Linked DNA regions of Mus musculus: regions 2, 3, 4, 5 and 6 are each linked to region 1. Evidence: chromatin contacts called from public HiChIP or PLAC-seq and promoter capture Hi-C data. All regions are on one chromosome and are shown on one strand. Each heading gives the region's core, a stretch centred on a gene start, on an enhancer-like site or on the middle of the called end of the contact. The rest is flanking DNA. Distances are from core to core; before and after follow the strand shown.

Region 1 (2,780 bases), core at 172-2,671:
AAAAACTCAAAATAGAAGTACTTTGTTTATATAAACATGACGTTGACATGACTGTATGTTGCCACATACAGTCAGTCACAAGCACGATGCCTTCACTGCTAATTGACCAGAACTCTTGACCTAATAAGCAGAGGCTGAGCTCACAATTAATTAAAGATTTCATGTTCATTCAGCCAAAACATGCCTCAAACCATCATTTGTTCCGCTGGCCAGTAAGACACTTACATCCATATTTAGGGCATCTTTCTACTGTAATCAACACACTGCAGAGAATCTCGGGTCATAGATGGATGCTCTTCCTTTTTTTTTTTTTTTAAACTATTTTCATAATAGGAATGATCCTGGATTTTCCCATTATGCTATCTTCCATTGTATCTGCCACAGTGGACTACATGATAGCCTGTATGTAGTTAGATTTGGAAAACAGCACTCTTTCATTTCCATCTACCAAACAGCAGTGCTTTCTACTTGAGATAGGGAAGCTGGAGATGAGAGAGTCCCAGCAGTTTTCCTAAAATTGCTGATTAAATATGTGAGATTCTAATGGGAAGACTCACATTTGTTTGATCCAATGTCTCTACTGCCCAACAACTCTGACTTGATATATATAAAGATGACAACTAATTGAGATCACATGTGATTTTCTTTCTTTTTTTTACATTATTTATATTTATTTAGTGTGTGTGTACGTAAGACAACATGCAGGAGTTAATTTTCTCCTACCGTGTATGTTCTAGACACTGAACACAGGTCAATAGGCTTCTTTACCTATTGAGCCATTTGCTGTCCCCCTCACCTGCCACCTTCCAAGTCTAATGAGCCACAATTTCTTTCAACCAGCTGGTAAATGCCAGTGGGCTGCCCAGCTGATACCATTTCAGGTCTAGTGGCGGTAAGGAGATGGACATAGCTATGGTAATAGAATCTAAATCATACAAGAAAGCTGTCTCAGGTTGTGCTAGTAGACAAGACGTTACTGATTCAATCTTATGTAAACTTTTGGTTACTTACTGGGTTTGAAAAAGATTAAGGATGGCATTTTGGGATGCATGCTACGCCTAGTTCGAAACCCCTTTGTCCCAAGCTTAACACTGTGATTGAACACCAATAAGGTGACTTTATACAATTTAACGAACACATCTGCCTAACATATCTTCATATGAATTCAACACTGAACATCTCGCATTCGCTTGAGAGAAAATAGGAGTCAGACGTTTACTCTGTTTGTTGTTGTGTCGTTGGTTTCACTATTCAAGCACGAAAGTATTTCCTTTACTACAAGGCTAAAGCCTAAACGTCTTGGTCATACTGTCTTCTCTCACCTCTGCACAAAAGCTGTCCCTACAAACTTTGGACAGAGGAAAGGTGGGAGCGGCAAACTACAAGTCCCAGCATGCACGGCGCATTCCGCACAGGCGCACGGGGACCACCCGGCCAGCTGGCTAGCCAGCCTGCGGAGACTCCCCGGTTCGCTCGCCGGGCTGGGGCTGGGGGCTAGCTACAGCTGGGGCTGACCGCCGGGCGCCTTGGGCGGCCCCGGGCGTGGCACAGAGAAGGATGCGGCGGGCGGACTAGGCGGAGGTGCTCTCGGGAGGCTGGGCGCGGGCCAGGCGGCTCCCCAGGCTCCGCAGTGCCGCCGCCGTCGCCCGGGAGGCTGGGCGCGGGAGCCATGTAACCCTGCGGTGGGCTCCGGGCAGCTCAGTCCTTCCCCAGCTCCCGGGCTAGCGCGGCAGCGGGGCCACGATGAAGAAGCAGTTTAACCGCATGCGCCAGTTGGCCAACCAGACGGTGGGCAGGTAGGTCACCCGCTGGCCGCCCAGGGCCGGCACGCCCGCGGGGCTGCATCTGCCAGGCGCAGGTGATGGAGCTGCCCGGCCTGGAGCTTGTGCGTCCCTCCTGGGTCCGCGCGGGTCGTTGGTGAGACCTTTCCTCTCCCGACCCCTGCTCGCTTCTCGCTCGCCGGTCTAGGCTCAGAGAGTGACGCATCCTCACCTGCGTCCCCAGCTGCCCCTTCACCTCGCCCTCTCTGCCTTTCCTCGGGACTCCCTTTTCCTCTGGTAGCGATTCTTCCTGGAAACAGGTGTTTGCTCTGCTGGAGCTGCTGGCTGCCGAGTCGTTGGCTGCCTCTGGAGATCTCTTCCTCCCTGCGCCCAGTTCAGGGCTGCTTAGGGTCCTGAGGTAGTGTTGGGCCTGGTCGACACCCTCCTTCCCCACTGGAGCCCTGTTTGTTTTCAGGGGCTGTGACTGTATGGGATGCTGGATCACTTTCCTGGCTGTTTTTTCCTCAGCGTTTGGGGGTGGGGAAAGGATGGCGAGAAGGGGGAAGGTGCTGGCTGATGTAGGCTCGGTCCCAAGACTGATTTCAGTGGAGGGAGGGAGGGAGGCTGCGAAAGTGAGGTTCAACTCCCTTGGAAGATGAGAGGAGGATCAGAGAGAGGAGGATCAGAGGCTCTCAGCCAGGTAGGGGATGGGACAGTCTCTCCTCCCTCCCAGTCCAGAACAGCTTGGCCCCAGGAATCTGCAGGACCCAGACTGCTCTCATCTTGGTGAACATGGACTAGATCTGGGCCAGTGTCTCCAGGAGCGGATCTGTGGGGTGCCAAGATCTATTAAGGTTACATAAGGATTCTTAGTGGGTCCCGTCCAAAGCTAGACATTCTTGAAACACAGGCTTGTTAGATAGAGGGGGATTTTTCATGGAATCTGTGTGCCCAGGGCCGGATTTCTGTGTGGTTGTTAAAGGAATTTAGGTGTGCAGTTTAAAGTAAGCAGAAAGGGAA
Region 2 (2,825 bases), core at 161-2,660, 2.2 Mb after region 1:
TTCTGTTATGCTAGATGGGGCAAGGCAGGCAATAGGAAGTACCCTGCTGAATGTTGTCATTGTCTTTTCCGGGCCACAGAACTAGACACAACAGAAGAATAAAGTGACAGTGTTACCAGTGCCATTGTGTCTGTGATGGAGAGAATCAGGAAGCTATTGGTAGGAGAAAGTGGGCTGCAGGAGGCTTTGTCTCTAGGATTAACAGAGGCACTGCAGGGTACTGTACTGATCCATGTTCAAAGTGGAGCTGGCCTTCAGTACAGAACAGAAATCAAGCTTAGGTTGTGGGCCCCTGAAAGTCACCCTGTCGTGCAGCAACTAGCATTCTGCTGCTCTTCTCCCTAAGCCTTCAAGGTTTGGCTTTTATGCCCTACACAGCGCTATGCTTTGGGAGTCTGCAAGAGCCCCAATGGCTATGTCAAAGTAAAGGAAGATAATTCTTTTTCTGGGATGATACTGGTGGCCAGGTTGACACGTGGCCATCGAGACAATTTTGTGGACTATGCAAGCATCCCTCAGAGTTTTTCAGGAAAGGCTTGGGAACTTCCCACTGTCCTTGGGATGAAGACTCCTACTCCTGATAACTGCATATGAAAAGAGCATGCCCTCCGAAAGTTTGCAGAGGTCAGAATCTGTATTCACAGGTTGTAAGAAAACCAGCTACTTACAAGCAGCATCATTTTATTTTGCAATCAATCAATCACACCCACACACCAATGGAGATCAAAAGGTAATGAAAAAAGAGAAAAGGGAATGAAGGGGAAGCAGGAAGTAGATAAGGAGGAAGGGAAAGAAGAAAGGAAAGAGAGGAAGGGACAGAGGAAAAGGAAAGAACCATGACAATAAAGAGTAATGTCAAGATTAAAATGCAGCCCATGCCCTCACTACAGAGATCTGGGAAAGTAAGCAGGCTGCGGGGAGAAAACATGAAGGCCAGAACTGGCATTTCTGCATGAGAGAGCTAGGGAAATGGAGGTTGGAATCTGAAGGCTGCTGGAGGCTGGGGTCTGGCACCTGCCCAGGTCTGGCATGAACGCTCAAGAGTCCTCAAGGTCTCCTTTGTCAATGTCCAGCCCAGTTGTCCAGGACAGACCACCAGGCAAACGCTTGGCACTTCTTCCGTGTTGTCACTAGGACCAGAAAGGGAGATGCTGTCACCAAAAGCCAGCCTGAACTAGGGATCGGCTCCATGGTGCTACAGAAACAAACACGGAAACCGGGGCTGAATATAAACTGAAGACAGCTCTGCAAAGTTTTAAAAACTCACCCAGCCACGAAAATTCAATTTGGCCACAGCTTCAACATGACCTCACTCTCTTTTATGAGCAGCTGTCCTGAGACTAATCCTGCCTCCTCCCATCATCCCCTCTGCATGAGGAAGGGAGGTCATGAGCCCTCGGCAAATCCACTCTTACAGTGCCCCCTGCTTCTGCAAAGCACTCCTTATGCTGCCCGGACCGTATGCGTGTCCAGTGTCTGTCTCTACCACAAAAATAGAATTGCATGTCTGCCATGTCCACCCAAGGCCCTGGCACGCTGCCTGGCACAAGCAAGCACTTGGTGTGCACTTGCAGGATGCCTGTCAGCATGCTGCATTAGGGCTGTGGAATTATGTCCCTTCTGATAAAGGCTAGAGAAAGAAAAATAAGCTTGGAATCTCCTCATGAAGGCTTGAAAGGTTTTTTTAAAGGGACAGACTAACCATGTGTTTTATGTATGACTTTGTGTCTCATGTTCCTTCTGTTTTCCCAGTACCTTAAAAGAAAAAGTACATAAAAGGTGTCCATTATTCTTATTTAGATAATAGAATTAAGACTAGGAGTAGAGTTTACGGCAAGGCAGCCTATTCCCACCTACAAAAAAAAAAAAAAAAAAAATGTGTGTTTACTAACCTCTTGTCACTGAAGTAGTCTCTTCTTGGTACTTTCTGTTTTGAGTCTTAGAGCTTGCTCTTAAAAACTCCCTACTCAATATTTGAGCACCAATTCTGGCCCAGTACACATACCACACTCCAGGGAACACAGGAGAATGTGGCCAGACTTGTTCAATACCTACGGGACCACAGGCACAGAGCAATCTGACCACATGAAGAAGAGTTTCGGGGAAAGCTGCTTAACAATATACCCTGGGCTCAGCAATTGCAGACCAAACCCAGCAGAACTATCACCGATAGAAATTTGAGGTGATCTGAGAGCAGGCAAAGTATTGAGTTCAAAAGTGACCCCCACACTCGGTACTGAACTACTTGAGGACCAACCAAGGCTCTCTTACTTCCACTATCACCCACTTACCAAAGTAAGCTTGTCTCAGGATTCTAAACAGTAAAGTGAATATGCACAGGTTCCAGTGTGCAAAAGTATAAATAAAGAGTCAGCCACACTCAGACCAACTTCCCTCCAGCTGCTGCTGGCTCTCAAACTGACTGTTCTCTACAAAAAATATCTGCCCACTTGGCCCATGTGCAGAAACAGTGCCAGGAGTCAAGTTCCCAACTTGTCTGAAATCCTGCGACATCTCAGGTCCCTCTCTCTACTGAAAAGAATGGGTTGGGCCGCTCTGGGTCGCTGAAAGGTTGAATGGAGACAGGAAGCGCATGAGTCAGTAAAAGAACCACCTAGAAATGCCAGAGGTGGGGAGGGAATGTTCACTGCCTCTGGAATATAAAGTCAAGGTCATACCACCTACACTCAGTTTGTGTACCCACAAGGAGGCTCTACATGGAAAAGTCAGCCATGCTTAGAGTGAGGTACAGAGTGTGGGGTGGCATAGAATACGGGGTGATGAAATTCCAAGTGTAGTCTGTAACCTTTACGGGAAGCAACATA
Region 3 (2,700 bases), core at 34-2,533, 2.4 Mb after region 1:
CAGTGGTCTTAGACAAGTTAGTGGGTTTTCAAACTGAACCCCAAATCCCAGACATAAATAGCTGTGAAAAGGGCCTAAGTCTTGAGAGCTGGTGAATTTATCAGGGTCCCACTCAGCACATTTGCATGGGAAGGCTTCTTCAAAAATTTGAAGCTTCTCCACTTCCACCTGTACCAGCAGCCAAGGACAAACAGCCTTCTTTGCCCTAATACTTTCCTTGTTCATGTTACACTGAAGTAAACAGAGTTGTAAGGAGTTGTTGACAATCATCCCAAGTGAGACCAAAGGAACAGCAGACAGATTCTAGAGGAAAAGTCAGAGTTTGAAGTTTTTCAGAGAAAAGGAATTGGAGGTTTTGCAGCTGTACAGATCTGAAGTGGGAAAAGAAGACATAGATTACCAAGGACCATTGCCTCCCTCTGAGTCTCTTTCTCCCAATGGATCTAATGAGTCTGGAGCACAATGGGACCTCCAGTAGGAACCCAGTGGGGATGAAGGAAGTAGAGGAAATGGGATGTCTTCATATGGAGAGATTATGATGGTCACAGAGGGAGAAGCGGTGGACGAGACAGGGAGTGTAGGATCAATGACAGCCGTGGAAGAGGGTCCAGAGCAGAGTAGAAACTGAGAAATGAACAGGATCTGGTGATTAGATGGTGAGAATCAAAAGTTGAGTGTATTCTGGTTTTGGCATATGCAAATGGTGCACTAGAGTAAATGCACGCACTGAGATGGGGCTGTTTGGCAAAAGTGACTTTAAAGTAGGTTTAACTTAACCACAGGCCCTTGAGAGTCCAACTTTTTCGACAAATGAACTTTTTTTTTCCTTGCAAAGAACTTACTGCTCAAGTGTGTGGAAACTGGCTCAATATTGTCAGCTCTGCTCATATACGTTTTTACGATTGCAAAATAGATGAAATACAAGTCCATTGGGATAGATGAGAGTACTACATGGATCCTGCTCTAAAACTACAGCTTTCATATAGTTTGAAGTCAAAGGATGGTTTTAGGGAAGGCCAAACCATGGCTAAAAGCCATATACACATGCCAACAGTAAAGAAATTTGGGCTGAAGCTACATAGATGTAATTGTGCAAACAAAGGTGCAGAGAGAGAGAGACTTTGTCTCCCACGTCCCAACCTTCCGTTACTGCGGGATTCCACGCACGATGCACCTTTTTCTCTCGCGAGAGGGAGAGATCCCGCTGTGCCGCTGAGCCACTCGTGGTCCCAACCTGCCAAGAAACAGGGGGTCGGGCAGCGCGCAGGTGCTTCTGGGAGTTGTAGTTCCTGGATTTGCCCAGCAAAATGTCACGCATGCGCGACTCAGAGCTAAGCGGAGAAGTTCGTAGCCTTTGTCAGGCCTGGGATGGGAGGTGAGTTTCTTGGTAGGATGCTGCGGTCCTCGCTTTACCTCGGCGGTGGTCCAGTAGTTGCTCTCTGCCAGGGAGGACTGGAGTTTGTAGTTCTTGAGCTTCGTCCCCTTCCCTCCCCGCCCCACGGGCCATCTAGGACCCCGGTGCATACTGGAGAGCTGGACGGAGCTGGAGGGGTTGTCTGTGCCCTCTACCTCTCAGGCACTCAGTCCCCTAGGGGACAGCTCCAGGAGCCAGAAACAGACAGGTGAGGACTCAGATTCAGGATGCTTTCCCTGGTTTCCAGGTCCCACGTGATCTGAGCGACACTCTCTACAGAGCCCAAGAGGGAAGAAGTCCTTCGAGGCTCCGTGGACTGCTGACTGCGCGAGAAGAGCAGGACCTTAGGGGCATGGAAGAGGTGGTGATCATGGAGACGGGTTTGGCCGAAGTGCCTCAGAAAAGAGGTAGAATTGCCCAGGGGTTGGTGTGCATCATGGGAGAGTGGAAATCTTCCTTTTGAAGGGGAAACCCACCGTTGTCGTGGGTTAAGTGGTTCTTGGGAAAAGATGGCGACTTGTCAACGCTATCTTGAGGATAGGTGAGCTCTGAGACGTTGCAGGGCTTACTATGGGTCAGTCCCCATTCCACTTAAGTGTGCTGCACAATGGTCCCACCAGTGCGGACATTGTCACAATGTAGTCACAAGTTCTTCCAAATTATTGCCCCATCCTGGTTTCCATCGTGGATCCAAGAATTCAACTTTGTAGTTGACAAAAAAATATTTTTCCATACGTTATCCCACTTTATCCATAGTTAACGTGTGTGCTGTTTCAACACAGATCGCTCACGACCTGCTTCACAGGCACGGAAGGTAGGGGCTGGCTTCAGCACTAGGAGACCTGTGTATCTTAAACTCCCCTCGGTGACTTACTATGCCAAAATTCCCTCCAGGGGTCCTTTTCAGGTTGCTAGATGTCACCTCAAACTCAACCAATCAGAATTTGGAGGTGAGATCTAGCAATCTCCGCCTTAAGGAAGCTTTAAAGGGATTTTAAAAAAACAAAACAAAACAAAACAAAACACTGAGTCTACTTTAGGTAGATTATAGTGGAAATTTACTTATTCTAGTTTGTAGACCAGAGAGTTTGAGGGGATACGTCATGAGTAGAGCAACTAAATTCAAGCCTAGTGGAGCAACGTGCCTGAGCATATTTTACAGTACCGGAAAGTAGCAGTTTGTTTTGGATTCCTTGTTAACAGGGAGTGCATTTGGTGTGGTGGAGGGGTTTAGATTATACTGAGTAGAGAGCCAGGTCCAGACCCAGTCCCTACCGCTTTCTTCC
Region 4 (2,790 bases), core at 267-2,766, 2.3 Mb after region 1:
CAGTGTTTCTCAGGTGCTCCTGCCAGCCTATCCCGTAAGGAACCTTTATTCTCCAGTAAGTTAAGTCGCCCTTGGCATTAACTTCCGTGTGCGTTTCAAATTCTGTTATCTTGGCAGTTTTTGTTTTGTTTTGTTTTGTTTTACTTGAATGCAGCATTTTGTGTTAGCTTCTTTTGTGGTTTTGCGATTCAAAAAAAAAGAAAGGAAGGAAGGAAGGAAGGAAGGAAGGAAGGAAGGAAGGAAGAAAGAAAGAAAGAAAGAAAGAAAGAAAGAAAGAAAGAAAGAAAGAAAGAAAGAAAGAAAGAAAGAAGTTAAGAAAGAGAGGAAGGAAGAAAAGGAGAAATGAAGTCTGAGGTTTCTTCTTTTCCCTTGGACTTCTGCCAAGGTTTTCATGGGTTGATATATGCCTCACAGATCCTGCCAGAGGGAAATACCACACTCCTGAGGCTAACCTTCTACAGCACACACCCAAATGCACATTACTAAACTCTAACTAGAAACAGCAGGAAATTCCTATGCCTGGCAGAGACAATAGAGACCGCACAGCAACAGGGACACTGAGATGGGGACAGTGACCCACTTTTGTTTCCAAAGCCAGCGGCTATAGATACTTACAGCGAACCAACACCCAGGCACTACCGCTAAAGTTCTCCTCTGTTGACTCGGAACAAACTGGCATCAACAGAGCCACAAATGCAGCATGTGTGACCTCTCCCTGGGGACACCTCCTCCCACTGGTCCCTCCCAGGCGACAGACCCCACTACTCACCTCTTTGTTCCTGCGGGCTGCATCCAGGGAGACAGTACTGTCGCCTCTGTGTTCACCCTCCCCGCATTCCTGGCAGATACACTGCTGGTGCGTGTGGCAGAAGGAAACCAAAGGGCTGTGGTGGGCAGGGCAGGTGCGTAGATCCTGGTCCTTTGCGGGTTCGGTTAGCTGGTGGCTGTGCAGTTTGCTGTTCTCCTGGTGTGGCCGCAGGTGCTCCTCACAGTAGTTCACCATGCAGGTCAGACAGGATTTCACTGCCCTTACTCTGCTGGCCCCAAGACAGAAGTCACACAAGATCTGATCCTCTTCACCAGGAGCCCCGACCTCTGCGGGGTCATGACCCTGCTCCTGGGTTTCCTCACCTGACTTGCTGAGAGGGTCCGCATCTTCTTTTTCTGCTGGGATAGCTGACACAGGGTCTGGGCCGAGAGGGGCCAAAGGGTGAGCAGTGACCCCGGTCAGAGGCCCCGGGGCAATCAGATCCAATTCAGCCATCTGGTGGAGGCTCTGCGGACTAAGGACTAAGGCGTCCTTCCTCGCGGTCCCTTGGCTCAGGATCTGAGTAGCCCAAGTCAAACCAGAGAGCCACGCCTAGCAGATTGCAGCTGCCCTGAGACATTAACTGTTTCCTCCCTCCCGAGGAAGCTCAGTTACTCAGACAGGACGAGGCTCCTCCAGATTGGCTAGTAGCCAGCCACAGTGACAAGGCTCAGAACTGCCTTGCCACTTGGCTCCTGTGTCTGTTCCTTGGCTCAGGCTTCTCATTCTCATTCCTAGCCCAGCCCTGAAACTTCTATTCTTACGGGACTCATTCACGCACACCCCATAGGCTCTTCCGGAGACCACGTGTGCCTGTGGGACTGGAAAAAAGGGCAAGATTCCTGAGCTCTATTGTAAGCCTCTGCGGCTTTGAGCGGTCCCACAAGCCATATTTTGCGGTGGATCTCTCTCTCTCTCTCTCTCTCCTTCCTCCATCCCTCCCTCTCTCTCCCCTCCCCCTCCCCTTCTCTCTACTCCATATATTTTTAAAGGGGTCCAAAATGTAAGGACTTTGATAATAGGGCAGCTGCTAATCCTAAATGAGCCACCAGCTTGGTCCTACCACCACCACCACAAAACCTGACATACAGACAGACAGACAGACATAGTCAATCTAGCTTTATCTGCTTTTAATAACTTGCTTTTATCAGACTTTTGTTTTATTTTAGTCGTGTGTGTGTGTGTGTGTGTGTGTGTGTGTGTGTGACAGAGTTTGACATCTAGTGTCTTTCTTAATTGCTCTCCACCTCATTTCATGAGAGAGGACCTCACAGTGAACCTGGAACACGCTAGGTCACCTAGCGCAGCAGGCCAGCAAGTCAGAGGGATATTCTAGACTCTTGCCCCAGTGCTGGGGTTACAGATAAGCACCATTGCATGGCTGCAGGTGGCCATGCACACCTAGCAAGCACTTTACCCACTGAACCGTCCTCCTAGCTCCACTTCTGGTTGACTTTTAAAACTCACTCATGTGAGAAGCCACCCAGTGGACAGGGCCCTGGCCTTCCACTCTCTGCCATAAACCTCTAACATGTGGGCTTTGATGATAACAGTTGTCTGGCTTGCTTCTCCGAAACTTGATGGCCTTTTGTTGAAATTGACTCATCTGGACCTGAGCAGGTAACTAGTGGGTGACCTTTTGGCATCAGAAGACCAAAACTTCTGCCCTCAGAACATTCTAACACTGACCTGTCCTGAACATGCATCCCACGAAGAGCCATGAGGACCGATTATGGTCCTCTCAGCCACCCTTCCCTATCTCATAAATCCTCACCAGACCCCACCCTCCAGGAAGTGGATCTAACTGTGCTTCTCCCCTTCCATGCTCAGCTCAGCTGCCTTCAAATATGATTTTTCTCTTTTGCGAAACGCATGGTCTCTGTGTTTGCCACCCTGTGCAAGCATCCTGGTTCTGAAACCACAGAAATTGATGGATGTTTATAACCCTGACCCTCCAGTGTCCGCTTCTAGGGCATTCCAGG
Region 5 (2,700 bases), core at 21-2,520, 2.3 Mb after region 1:
CAGAGAAATTTTAATGCACAGGTTGCCTGGGGGAAGGAAGGTAATGACTATAAAAAATGTCAAATGCCCAACAGGTGGAAGGACTTATGGTCACAGACCTAGGAGTAGGAAGAAGCGGATCTAAATGCACCTTCAGAGCTGAGCTGAAACCATCAATGAATTTTTTCTACTCCACATTTCCACAAAGTAGACTTTTCTTATCACAGATTCTAGTTGGCCCATCCTGAGACACTTGGTATGTCACTATGTCTTTATTATTATGATCTGAAAATATGTTGTTCCCCAACCTAACCTCTCCCCATCCCAACCCCCACCCCCAGCCATCCTGCCCTTTGCAGATCCCATCTCCTTGAACATCCCAACCTGACAATGAAACCCGTGTGACACAATCTACATGGGAGTTCACAGTAAAAAAAAAATTTTTTTTGTTTTTTTGTTTTGTTTTTTTGGTTTTTCGAGACAGGGTTCTCTGTATAGCCTGTATATCTCTGTATAGCCCTGGCTGTCCTGGAACTCACTCTGTAGATCAGGCTGGTCTCGAACTCAGAAATCCACCTGCCTCTGCCTCCCGAGTGCTGGGATTAAAGGCGTGCGCCACCACGCCCAGCTTCACAGTAAAATTTTAAAGGAAGAAAATATATTACATGTACTAATCTCTGGCCGAAGGACAATTGGCTACATCGACCTCTACGGGTACAAAGGCGATAACCATCGTGATTATCTGTGTACAGCGTAGTAACACTGGAACCCAAGGCTCTGGCAATCTCTCCCTACAGGATCGCCCTGAACTTGTGTATCAGGGCCCTACAGGCCATTCCCCTCATCCGGGCAGGCTATGGGAAGACGGGTTACCCCCGACCTCACACCCAGAGATCCTGCAGCGAGTGTGCTCCACACCCGCTGACAGGAGGCCTCTGTGCCTCCGGGGTCGCCGGTGCACCCTATCCCTCACAGTCCACAAACCCTCTAGCGACAATTTGCCCGGGGCTGGCCCTCCTACCCACCCACCTGCAGTTCCTACAGCTCAGGCAGTGGGCGGGCACACGGACCCAACAGCCTCGGGCGACTGGGCAAGACCCCCAGCCCCAACTCAAGCACCGGCTACCGGCGCTCGGCCGCCATCCCTCACCTGCGACAACATGACGACCCTGCGCCAACCCGCCCCCCACTTCCGAGAGCCACGACAGCAAAGCTGCCACGCGATCCAGCTCTACAGCCGACGTCACAAGCGCACCAGGAAGCCACTTGGTGGGAGGGCGCAACTCCAGAGACCGGAAGGCGATAGGCGGGTCCATACCTTGGGGCGGGGCTCCATAGTGGGCGGGGCGGAAAGAGCTGGTCCACGCGACGGACGCGGGCGGTAGGAGGCGGGGTGTGTGGGCGGGGCCTTGACGCAGAGACTCTGTAGGGGCTGAGGTGGAGGTGGGCGGGGCAAGCGTGAGCAGGGGCAAGGGCTGCACTTCTAAGGAAAAGCAAAACGCTTGGGAATAAACTGGCTAACTTAATGGGTTCTAAAGCGAAGTTTCTTGGGTTATGAATGGAAAATGTTTTTTGCTACCAAAGAAGTACAAACTGTGAGTCATTACCACCAGCAGGGACGCCCTGAGAGAGGCGGAGCTTTATAATTTAACCTTGTAAATGTATTGTATTTTAGTATAGTCTTTCTTAAGCGATTTAAATGTTAAAGAAAATTGAGAAATAAATGTGTCCTTGGAAAGAAATTAAAAAAAAAAAAACCGAGTAAGAAAGAGACAAGAAGACTAGCGTAAGCAGTGAGGGTACTGCTGTAAGGGGCATAACCTCAGAACAAGAAGAGAGGCCAGTATCGCGCCTCTGCCCTCCATGTACCAATTATATAACCAATCTCTATGTACATCCTTCCTCGGCTGTAAAGTGGGAAGGACGGTGATGGCTTTACAGAGCATTTAGTAAAGTGGCACAAATTTGCTTTTATTACTGTTTTAAGTCACCTGCTGATGGCATGATCATGCCTAGACCTAAAATTCAGAGATTTTTTTTTTTTTTTTTTTTGGTTTTTCGAGACAAATTCAGAGAGTTTAAAGCCATCTTTGCAACTGTAATGATAGAGATATTCTGTTTGCTCAACTATGTCAGACTGTTGGAGGCTCATGCAATGTCCCTCTCACCTTTTCTTAACTGAAGGGACTCTTCACAGAACCCGGGGTTTTATCTGGTTCTTTGCCAGGACTATGTCAAACCCAGTGTTACAATAATGAAGAAACATGGACCTAGTTCCCAAAAAAGAGAAAGCAGGCAAGGTAATTGCGCATCTTCGTGTGAAGCTGGACAAATGACCTATGTCCTAACCTGCTTGGACAAAGATTTTGGTGGCCCACCCTGTGTTGTGAGGTTGTGTGGAAAAAAAATTTTTTTGGTTCTCACTTTTTATATGAATGCAATTTGAATTCACTACCATATTTTAAGATATAGAGCATTTGACAAGAAAGTGAATTTCCCACTTGTTAGGATTTTTGTCTTCCTTTTTGGAGGACTGGTGTGTGTGTGTTGGGGGGGGGGTTCTTTGCTTGCTTTTGAAACAGGGTGTTGCCTCCTAGTACCAACTGACTAGATGCTCTGTCCTCCTGCCTTGCCCCTATCTCCCCTCACCCTCAAGAACTGGAACTTAATGACGGGGAAAGTCTGCCTGGGGTGTTGAGCCTCTATGTAGGGACTGTACTC
Region 6 (2,768 bases), core at 75-2,574, 2.1 Mb before region 1:
GTCCTTCAGCTTCCGTCATTCCGGATCTACATCCCTCCAAAAATTGGGGGAAATGTATCCAGCCTTTAATTTAGCTTCCTATTTCCCTTTCTCACTCTTCTCTTTCTGGCACTCCCACAACCCATATATTTGCATACTTGGTAGTGTTCCAGAATCCCTATCTATGCTTTGTTCATTCATTTTCCCCATTTCTCTTACAATTTGGTACTTTCAAATGGTGCATCTTGGCCTTCACTAGGTTTTCTTTTGTGTGACTGAGTGTGATGTTGGAACTGGGTCTTTCCGTTCTGTCCTTGTGTTTTGAGGTAAGTCTACCAGAGAGTACACATGAACACTCAGAAAGTTGAAATAAAAGTCTTTATCGCTGGTGGGTGTCTGCATGTCTGGGAACTTGCCCAGATTGTACAAGCCCTGATCCTCACAGTTCTTTTTATTTTATGTACAAAACCACATCCTCATAAGATACACTTTAGTTAGCAAGAATAGCTAGAGAGAATCAGAACGACAGACACCAAAAGGCAGGGTTAGTACATTTAGGGACTTTCCTGAATCCTGGAGAGATGGACGAGGTCTCTGATGGATTAGGTCTTTGTTCTCATTTTAGCAGATGTTGGCCCTGTGTGCTGGGTTTTAAGGTGAGATTGGTCCCTCTCATATGGTGCCAGTTGTGCTAAGATCTGGATGTTCAGTTCCTGGTTTCTCTCTCTCTTTTTTTTATTATTAAGCTTCATTTTTTGTTTATAAATTATTGTCCTGATTTTGTTTAGTTATACATTTCTGAATTTTAAATTTTTTATTTAATAAGATTTTTAAGACGATTATTTGAATCCTTTTTCAGAATGTTGATTGATCTCCATTGCTCTGGTTAATTATTATTATTGTTGTTGTTATTATTGTTATTATTATTATTATTATTATTATTATTATTATTATTATGCTTTACTTATTCCCTTTACTGGTGTTGCATTTGCCTGATCATTATCAGTGTAAACTTTGCATTGATGTCTCTACACATAAAGGACAAATATAAGTTTCAGTTTTTCTACATGGGCAAGACCCTACCCTGTTACAACACAGGACTCATGGGATTGCCTCTAGGTTTGTGATTGAGTAGACTTGAGTAGGTTTGTGATAGAGCTGGATTTTGAGGCTGCTTTGGGGTCTGGAATGCTGTAGTTGGCAGTTCTGTTAGCAGGATCTCAGACAGATGTGAGTGTTGTTTCCAGGTAGACTCTGGGATCCTTTGTCAATAGGGCTGATGATTCAGAACGCACAACTAATAGGCTTGTTTGCAGATATGTTTTGAAGGGGTTCTATAAAGGCTCTTCTGAGCCACCAAGTAGTTAGTTCCCTAAGAATGCAGTGCCAGCATTGAAAAGAGCATAGAAGGCCTGGAACAGAATCAAAGTGTTTTGTTTTGGGGCTCACAGCAGGAATATGGATCTTCAAGTCTGTAATCTGTTCCTACTGACAAAGGTAGGCATGAGCCTCAGAGAAGGAAGAGTTAGAGGGTAATGGAAGGCAAGCAAAGCTGTATTTATAGGCTATGATGTGTGTGTGTGTGTGTGTGTGTGTGCATGTGTGTGTGTTGACAGTGTAGGGGAAGAGGGGGAAGGGAGGATAGCCCACTTCTGGCCAGAGTTCCTCATGCTCTGGGCAGGCAGATGTGGGAGAGCTGCCAGACGCTTTTCACTCGGCCCCTGGTGGGCATCTAAGCCACTGACCCCACTTGATGGGGGGTGGACAAGGGGCAGCCCCTGAAACAAGGGGCCCCAGGGCCACACCCTAAGTGGTTTCCACGCAGATAAGAGTCCTTAGTCTGGGCCTTGACTGGATCACAGGAAGGCCTTCCATCAGGAGATTAGAAATGGCTCATTAGGAGAAAGCCTATCCCATCATCCAAGTGCAGTGGACCTTGATGAACAGAGACAGTCTATGGTTTTAGAGCTTTATTGTAGAAAGGCAGGGGGAGAGAGAGAGAGAGAGAGAGAGAGAGAGAGAGAGAGAGAGAGAGACTGGCCATGGCCAAGAGGAGAGAAGAGGGAAAAGGAAAGAGAGAAGAAAGGCTAGAGAGTAAGAAAGAGAGAGTAAGAGGGAGGGAGAGAGTGGTGAGAGGAGAGAGGAGAGGAGAGGAGAGGAGAGGAGAGGAGAGGAGAAAATGAGGAGAGGTTAGAGGGTGAAGTGGGGCCAAGCAGCCCCTGTTATGGTGGACTGTTAACTTTACTGTTGCTAGGGAACTGGGAGGAGTCTAGCCTGAAGGTCAGAAGCTTGGGACATTGTCTATGTGACTACTAACCACGCTTCTCCTGTGGAGGCTGTGGGGGCAGTAACTTCAACTGGAGCCTTGAGTCCAGGAGACATGAGGGAATGCCTACCATGCCATGTAAGTGAATTAGCACCACTCCGGGGTTCAGACCTCAGCTCCAAGGGAGACCAGACTGTCTGTGTATAGCCCAATGCCCCACGTGTGTGTGTGTGTGTGTGTGTGTGTGTGTGTGTGTGTGTGTTTATGTAAAAAAAAAAAAAAAAAAACAAAAACAAACAAACAAAAAAAAACCCAAAGGCCATGAATTTGGTTTTTTAAAATTATACAGGATACCATGTCTTAGGCTAGTAGTTCTTAAAAACTAAAAGTAGTTCTAGCAATTGATAGAGATATTATTTCTGGCTAAAGAAAAAAGAGAAGAAGACTGGGAGAGAGAAGGAGATGGGGAGAGAGAGGGATGAGAGGAAGGGAGAGAAAGACATAGAAAGACACAGAGAGAGAT

Evidence for each region. Promoter capture Hi-C pulls out the DNA fragments that hold promoters and counts their contacts. HiChIP or PLAC-seq counts read pairs in DNA pulled down with a chosen protein or histone mark.
Region 2: a contact with region 1 is called in a promoter capture Hi-C map of hippocampal neurons, with 7 times the contacts expected there. The contact joins the enhancer-like site here to the promoter of Arhgap44 in region 1. A contact is called at or near these places in 7 of 39 promoter capture datasets (the 3T3-L1 cell line, the C10 cell line, hippocampal neurons and 4 more) and 1 of 9 other capture datasets (embryonic trunk).
Region 3: a contact with region 1 is called in a promoter capture Hi-C map of the 3T3-L1 cell line, with 4 times the contacts expected there. The contact joins the promoter of Zfp286 here to the promoter of Arhgap44 in region 1. A contact is called at or near these places in 3 of 39 promoter capture datasets (the 3T3-L1 cell line and hippocampal neurons) and 1 of 115 datasets of contacts at active chromatin or transcription factors (embryonic forebrain).
Region 4: a contact with region 1 is called in a promoter capture Hi-C map of cranial neural crest. The contact joins the promoter of Trim16 here to the promoter of Arhgap44 in region 1. A contact is called at or near these places in 3 of 39 promoter capture datasets (cranial neural crest, hippocampal neurons and liver).
Region 5: a contact with region 1 is called in an H3K4me3 HiChIP or PLAC-seq map of embryonic forebrain, with 14 times the contacts expected there. The contact joins the promoter of Tvp23b here to the promoter of Arhgap44 in region 1. A contact is called at or near these places in 3 of 39 promoter capture datasets (the 3T3-L1 cell line, hippocampal neurons and liver) and 2 of 115 datasets of contacts at active chromatin or transcription factors (embryonic forebrain and embryonic stem cells).
Region 6: a contact with region 1 is called in a promoter capture Hi-C map of the C10 cell line, with 8 times the contacts expected there. The contact joins the enhancer-like site here to the promoter of Arhgap44 in region 1. A contact is called at or near these places in 5 of 39 promoter capture datasets (the C10 cell line, cranial neural crest, liver and 2 more).

What each region holds. Positions count from the first base shown.
Region 1 is chr11:65,161,602-65,164,381 of GRCm38.p6, reverse strand. Arhgap44 (Rho GTPase activating protein 44) reads left to right here and starts at 1,421. Exons shown (of 20, transcript NM_001099288.1): 1 at 1,421-1,796. The coding sequence starts at 1,744. It overlaps LOC115487730 (a long non-coding RNA gene), which reads right to left. Exons shown (of 3, transcript XR_003949568.1): 2 at 1,993-2,780.
Region 2 is chr11:62,996,411-62,999,235 of GRCm38.p6, reverse strand. All of the region lies in intron 2 of Cdrt4os1 (CMT1A duplicated region transcript 4, opposite strand 1), which reads left to right. Gm46284 (a long non-coding RNA gene) reads right to left here. Exons shown (of 2, transcript XR_001780234.1): 1 at 1,268-2,825; 2 at 1-1,130. Among named protein-coding and RNA genes, the nearest start is that of Gm46284, 3.5 kb to the right of the region's middle. Within about 2 kb of position 1,410, at least 71 of the 459 cell types and tissues checked have an H3K27ac peak or open chromatin away from gene starts, as enhancers often do.
Region 3 is chr11:62,788,051-62,790,750 of GRCm38.p6, reverse strand. It overlaps Zfp286 (zinc finger protein 286), which reads left to right and starts at 1,283. Exons shown (of 6, transcript NM_138949.4): 1 at 1,283-1,375; 2 at 1,662-1,821. The coding sequence starts at 1,767.
Region 4 is chr11:62,818,979-62,821,768 of GRCm38.p6, reverse strand. Trim16 (tripartite motif-containing 16) reads right to left here and starts at 1,516. Exons shown (of 6, transcript NM_053169.2): 1 at 770-1,516. The coding sequence starts at 1,264.
Region 5 is chr11:62,878,025-62,880,724 of GRCm38.p6, reverse strand. It overlaps Tvp23b (trans-golgi network vesicle protein 23B), which reads right to left and starts at 1,270. Exons shown (of 7, transcript NM_026210.5): 1 at 1,130-1,270. The coding sequence starts at 1,141.
Region 6 is chr11:67,226,472-67,229,239 of GRCm38.p6, reverse strand. The region is part of intron 1 of Myhas (myosin heavy chain gene antisense RNA); the gene reads left to right. Among named protein-coding and RNA genes, the nearest start is that of Myhas, 9.4 kb to the left of the region's middle. Within about 2 kb of position 1,324, at least 6 of the 459 cell types and tissues checked have an H3K27ac peak or open chromatin away from gene starts, as enhancers often do.